2 separate regions of the Salmo salar genome follow, and region 1 is linked to region 2. The links are chromatin contacts, called in public Hi-C maps. All regions are on one chromosome and are shown on one strand. The core of a region is the stretch at or near the end of the contact, and the rest is flanking DNA. Distances in the headings are between cores, read along the strand shown. Region 1 holds the start of LOC106589529 (chromobox protein homolog 7). Region 2 holds the start of mrtfab (myocardin related transcription factor Ab).

Evidence for each region. Hi-C and Micro-C count contacts between places; a contact is called where the count stands out from the background.
Region 1: a contact with region 2 is called in a Hi-C map of gill, with 3 times the contacts expected there. The contact joins the promoter of LOC106589529 here to the promoter of mrtfab in region 2. A contact is called at or near these places in 2 of 3 Hi-C or Micro-C datasets (gill and muscle).

The regions. Positions count from the first base shown.
Region 1 is chrssa28:13,914,206-13,917,346 of Ssal_v3.1, forward strand. LOC106589529 (chromobox protein homolog 7) reads left to right here and starts at 1,511. Exons shown (of 6, transcript XM_014179624.2): 1 at 1,511-1,891; 2 at 2,945-2,988; 3 at 3,103-3,141. The coding sequence starts at 1,823. It overlaps LOC106589528 (josephin-1), which reads left to right. Exons shown (of 6, transcript XM_014179623.2): 6 at 1-1,282.
Region 2 is chrssa28:13,709,331-13,712,881 of Ssal_v3.1, forward strand. It overlaps mrtfab (myocardin related transcription factor Ab), which reads left to right and starts at 2,041. Exons shown (of 18, transcript XM_045710328.1): 1 at 2,041-2,177.

The DNA of each region.
Region 1 (3,141 bases), core at 261-2,760, 200 kb after region 2:
CCAGTATCTATCTATCTCTCGCTCCCCCCCCCTCCTGTTTACCCCTGTACTGTATATTCACTGATGCATCTTCATGTTTCTCTTCTCTTTTTCTTTGTGTATCTCTATTTGTCATTCTCTGCTCTACTATGACTGTACATCTCTTCTTTACCTCAGTGTCTCTTCCTCTGTCACCACTCACAATTAGTTTTTCACTCGGCCAACATTATATCCCCCCCAGTGTATGCAGCTGTTTTATCCTCTCAGTTACTGCTGAGGCCATCTGTCTGTTAGTAGAAAGCCTTGCTAGTTCCTGTCTTCAAGCTAGAATTCCTCTAAGCTAAGGTTGTGTTAGGCCCAGGTATTGACACATGGCTATATACTGTAACAAGGTAGAGCCAGGAGGGTTTCAATGTGATCTGACCAGGAAAATCCACCAACCTGTGTTATGGGCTAGTCACAGCCCATGGGGAGTTATTTTCTGTTTTGTAGTAAAGAAAAACTCCTGAGCAATTGACCATGGCTAAATAGTTATTTCCAAAAATCCACCTGCCAAATATACAGAATTGTGGAATCAGTAGAAATGGTTATTATACCCAAGGTTTAGAATTGTTCACTGAAAATGCACTGTTAGATTTTGATCTATCTGTAGATGCCATGGCTGAAATGTCCAGAATGCTGAGTGAGAAGTGGAGTAAGAGGGGAAAAGGTTGACAGTTGAATGAATAAGAGAAAGTGATCCATGTGTAGAAGGAAAAAGTGAAAGAACGGCATGAGCCCAGCCAGACCATGTTAGTTTTGAAATCAGCCATTTGTGTTGGTTGATGGGTCTTTATCATCACAACAACATATTGTGTATTATTGAAGACTTGATAAGGCCTTTAATGTGTTTACAGAGGAAGCAGGCATTATTCTCTACCTAAAGAGGGATTGTTGAATTTTGCTCCTCATTAGCTCCATCCCAACTGTTTTCCTATTCATCTGAGCATCCAATCGCTGGTTCATTAAACTGATAATTTTATCATTTTCAACTATCACTACTCATGAGACAAATCAATGAGGTTGTTGGACTGAGGCTTCCCCTAGGGGATTTCAGGTTGGGCAACCAAACTCACAGGTAGAAAATCCCCTCACTACTTTAAATCAGGGTGTTTGGGAAAAGAAACTCTGTGGTGACACAGAGGATTTTGTTTTTGCCATGACAATCCCACCCACCTTCTCCCCTCTATTGAAGGGTCCTGGTTGTGTTATTTTCTCTTGTTTTTCACAAAAATAAAATGCTTGTAATGGCACTTTATGTACACTCCTTAGTGAGGATGTGGCTTAATTTCTTGAGTGAAATTGCTGTTGGAATTTGGATGGAGAGTAGAGCACATTTATAAGAAATGGGCCAAGGGTTGGTTACTTTGTTTTCCTGCTACTGCTTGTGTCATCTGCGTGCGCGGGCCCATGTTCCAGCGTTGGTCCAGGCTCGAGCTGCCAGCGTTGCTTTGGCGCTGTGGAACGAAGAGCGCGCCTAGGACGAGCTTTTGGAAGCACGGGGACGCGCTAAGCAGTGCAGATGTGTCGCAGATTTGAGAAGTCACTGTACATACGGAAATATCTGGTACAAGGAAGTGGAAGGGAGAAATTCAGCTCCAACTTAAACGAAAACAATGCTCAGTTTGTAGAGGGAGGGTCGGGGGGAGGAGAAAACAGCCGTTTTTGAAAAGCGACGCGTAGATACTTGTCATAGCCTGTCTACAGTTACTTTATAGCGGAAAGCTAAACTAACAGCACTTATTCTCGTTTGTACTGGATCAATCTATTTCAAAGAGCAGACAGAACGTTCTGTGCTGGACCAATGGAGCTGTCAGCGATTGGTGAACAAGTGTTTGCTGTGGAATCAATAATCAAGAAAAGAGTTAAAAAGGTAAGGTATTCATATTGGAAATAAAACGCATGTTACATAATGACAAGTACGCAATTGGGAGAATATCCATTCTAGCGTAGCCTAGCTCCAATAAGGAACACAGCTGGCTATATTGAAAAGCACTTACCAGTAGCCTATTTATATCCAGTATCCACTGAATATAATCATATAAGGGGGCGTGAGTGGGGGGAGTGTATCCCTTTAACATAAAGTGGAGCGTGTTGCCATTGCGTTAACGTTACAGTATAGTCAGCGTGCCAGCTGTCTATCCTAAGATAATGTGTAACAGAATAATCATATTGGAACCGAAACCTTGCCTTCAGTCCTGTGCATTGCCAGAATAATAGCCCTCGGGTTATACAGTTACGCTAATAGGCTATTCTGGATTTGTGAAGAGCTACGCAGTTTCGCGGAGGAAATTAGAAATACAGGTTTGTGGGTTATTAGGGCGCAAAACGCGCCCCCCTTTTGACGCGCATCCATAGACGTGAATTAATGTATGCTACTAAGTCCTTGTAAGTGTTGGGTATTTTAATATCGTATTTCGCACTGCATTAAAAGTGAACTCGATACCGTAAGTGCATGAGTCATTGTCGGTGCAGGCGCACGTCAACCGTTATTATTGCCATGCAGTCCCGTTACATAGGGGAAAACGTTGCTTGCTGTCAAATATTGTTGTGTTTGAATAATCAGTGTCCTACCCACACATCATTTTATGTAATATTCTTTGTGTGTGTGTGTGGGGGGGGTCTTGTGAGGATCCCAATTCTCTCCATCCACCAGTGCGCTCATGTGCGATAACGTCATGCTATCTAGGAGCTGTCAAAGTCGAGAAGCTATAGGATAACGTCATCTGGAATGAATTCTCGGTATTGACATGACATAGTTTAGATGAGAAGACATACATTTCCTGGATTTTGAAAGGTTATTATAGGCTACCTATCTCTGTGCTTGGAGTGGAGACTGTAAGCATAGCAACATCACAATCAACATCCTCCCCCACACACTCTCCACTCTCTCCCATACTGGTGCTTGTCTCCAACTTTGTCACAGGGAAACGTGGAATATCTGTTGAAGTGGAAGGGATGGCCCCCCAAGTGAGTAGTATCACTATGACATCATTATATCCAGTAATTCAAGACAATGAGTCATGCAGAGTATTATTGGATGGATGAGGATGAGTAACCATGGCGATGTCTTTATCTGTACAGATACAGTACATGGGAACCAGAGGAGCACATCTTGGACCA
Region 2 (3,551 bases), core at 791-3,290:
CCGCAATGAGCAGGTTCTAGCTAGTGTATCCCTCTGTCTTTCCACTCTTGTTGGATGTAGTTGTCTGGTTTATCAGGTCCCAGGCTCCCATGCCTGTTATGAAAATTTATTTACAAGTTCATTACAATTTGCTTTTTGCTTTAGCGCCATCTGTACCTGATAGAGCTAGTCTCACGTGCAGAAGTAAGTCGTCTGGTGCGAGAGTCTTGGGTGGGAGACTAGAGCAGACCCAGAAGTTCTGACTGAACGGATGCACATTTGAGCGCCCCAGGATGGTCCATTTACTTTGTGCCGTTATATTTTATGCTATGAAATCCTGTGATTTCATTGGGGCAGTTCCCCTTCATAGCAAAGAGCTAGAAATACAATCCAAGCAATGTTCGCACGGCCTATGCGCCCACGGTGGCATTCCGTGGACCATTCTTGATACACACAGGAAACTATTGAGCGTGAAAAACCCAGCACAGTTGCAGTTCTTGACACAAACCGGTGTGCCTGGCACCTACTACCATACCCCGTTCAAAGGCACTTACATTGTATGTCTTGCCCATTCACTCTCTGAATAGCACACGTACACAATCCATGTCTCAATTGTCTCAAGGCTTAAAAATCCGTCTTTAACCTGTCTCCTCCACTTCATATACACTGATTGAAGTGGATTTAACAAGAGCCTGGTTAAATAAAAAACAAGTGACATCAATAAGGGATCATAGCTTTCACCTGGATTCACCTGGTCAGTCTGTCATGGAAAGAGCCAGTGTTCTTAATGTTTTGTATGTATGTATGTATGTATATATATATATATATATATATATATTTGGGCGGGCTGTCGCTGGTTATGAGGTTTACCATGGTTCCAGAGGGGATGTTTATTTTTTTTATTTAACCTTTATTTAACTAGGCAGTTAAGAACAAATTCTTATTCACAATGACGGCCTACCCCGGCCAGACCCAGACGACGCTGGGCCAATTGTGCGCCACCCTATGGGACTCCCAATCACATCCAGAGGTGATGCAGCCTGGATTCAAACCAGGGATTGCAGTGATACCTCTTGCACTGAGATACAGTGCCTTAGACCACTGCACCACTCAGAAGCCCTGAGAGCTGCCTCCATCCCAAACACCTCTGCAGCCATCTTCTGGAGCTCTGTATATATACACACACACACAATTTACCAAATAAAATCAGGTTCATAAAAATGGAAAGGATGCATCTTAAAAGAATTCATCAGATCACAGTTTCACAATGTATTATGTAGTGTGTGCGTCTCATGCACTTCACTGCAGAATGTTTATTAGACAGTTTTACATACTTGTATTATTGTTCGGGCCCAAAAATTATTTCACCTTTATTTAACCAGGTAGGCAAGTTGAGAACAAGTTCTCATTTACAATTGCGACCTGGCCAAGATAAAGCAAAGCAGTTCGACACATACAACAACACAGAGTTACACATGGAGTAAAACAAACATACAGTCAATAATACAGTAGAAAAATAAGTCTATATACAATGTGAGCAAATGAGGTGAAATAAGGGAGGTAAAGGCAAAAAAAAGGCCATGGTGGCGAAGTAAATACAATATAGCAAGTAAAACACTGGAATGGTAGATTTGCAGTGGAAGAAAGTGCAAAGTAGAAATAGAAATAATGGGGTGCAAAGGAGCAAAATAAATAAATAAATACAGTAGGGGAAGAGGTAGTTGTTTGGGCTAAATTATAGATGGGCTATGTACAGGTGCAGTAATCTGTGAGCTGCTCTGTCAACTGGTGCTTAAAGCTAGTGAGGGAGATGTGTTTCCAGTTTCACTTTAATCAGTGAAAGATCATATAAGACATGTACAATAATCTGATCATAATGATGAGCACTTTCTTAAAAGTCAGATATTCTTAAGTGATGGTTATGCAACTCCATATGCTTGCTAAAACTCACCCATCATCTAATCTATTCGATGTCGAACTTCCGATGACTGTCAGGCCTGAGTTTTGGAAAGGGATCAGAAATAACCCGTAGGTGGCGCCACAGACCATGCATTTCACTCCACAAGCCCACAACACAGAAAGAGTTTATTGCCATGATTCAACTTCTCTTCAATTCAAGGCAAGACTGGAAAAACATCTATGCCATAGCTACATTATTCCCAAAGCAGTTGACATCTCATTCAGTCGTGTGGTTAGATGTGAGTATATATTTGATACTGGTCATCAAGTTGTTGCTATATGGCAGTAACGATTTGCCTTTCTGGCTGAGAGGAGGGTTTTCCGGTCAAAGTTTCCGTTGTGAGTCGGAAGTGGTGCACCACTAAAGCCGAAGGCTTTTAACCTCGTTAACAACAATAATAGCGACAGTGATAAGTAACTAATGAATTAATGCGTTTTCTCAATCTTTAACATCACGATATAGAGCAAGATACTTCGATATTACCACCGCGTGACTAGACTGACAGGTAGCTGCTAGCATCAGATGCTAAGCTAGCTATTTCTTGTAGCTAACGTTAGCTGTTTGTAGCCGGGGAGGTGGACTTGTCTAGTTTTACTGTTGATAGATTCGCTTAAACCCCTTTTCTCTTCGCTGTTGTGGAGGTATTGGATTTCGTTATTCAATAGTTCTGCGTTGGACAATTTTCAGGTGAGCTCCCACTGCGTAGTTAACTAGCCTAGATACCGAGCCAATTTGTCCACATTGGCACAATGACAATATGGGCCCAATGCGGGCAAAAATATTGGCCACATGTAGGCTTCCCACATTGGGCCGATGTGCCTTCTGATCATCGGCTCCACATTTGCCCCAAAGACATTGGCTCAGTGTGGGGGTGAGGGTAGCCCTCACTTTGCCTAGAAAATGTGCCCACATTGGCAGGATGTGGTCCCAATGCGGGTTAAACCCATGTAGGATGCGCCTTTGCTCAAAGGCTCCACATTGGCCCCAAGGGCAGCCCTCACTTTTCCTGAAATAAGCCCACCCTTTTGGATCGGCTGCCTGTTACATTGTATCAGAAAGACAACAATGTTGTCGTTATCATATATATATATATATATGACAACTAAGTTTCTCTGGTAATGATATATATATATATATCATTACCAGAGAAACTTAGTTGTCATGTCTCATGCACTTATAAATATATATTGTTTTACAGTATTCGTCATTGACAATGTACAAGGTATTTTTTTCTTTTTAAATTCACTAGTAAGATTGCACAAAAATAACCATAGAACTATAAGGTTCTATCTGAAAAAATATGATTCCTAGATAATTGTCTTTAAAGTTCCAAACACTCATTTTTTTCACTTTAACATATTTGCAAACCACGCCACTAACTATTCTAATGAGCCCCCACCTTTACATTTATGAAGAAGCTGGGCTTGGTGTGGGCTAACCTTTGTTGGACTAGTGTGGGAAAGCCATGTTGGGCTTGTTGTGGGCTAGCCCGTGTTGGGCTTGTTGTGGGTTAGCCCGTGCCCACCAAATACTCACATGGGGTCATGTTTGCTGGGTAGATACTGTATTGTTGTCAAAGGGTATTGTGTAACGTAAGCTATCAGCCATATGA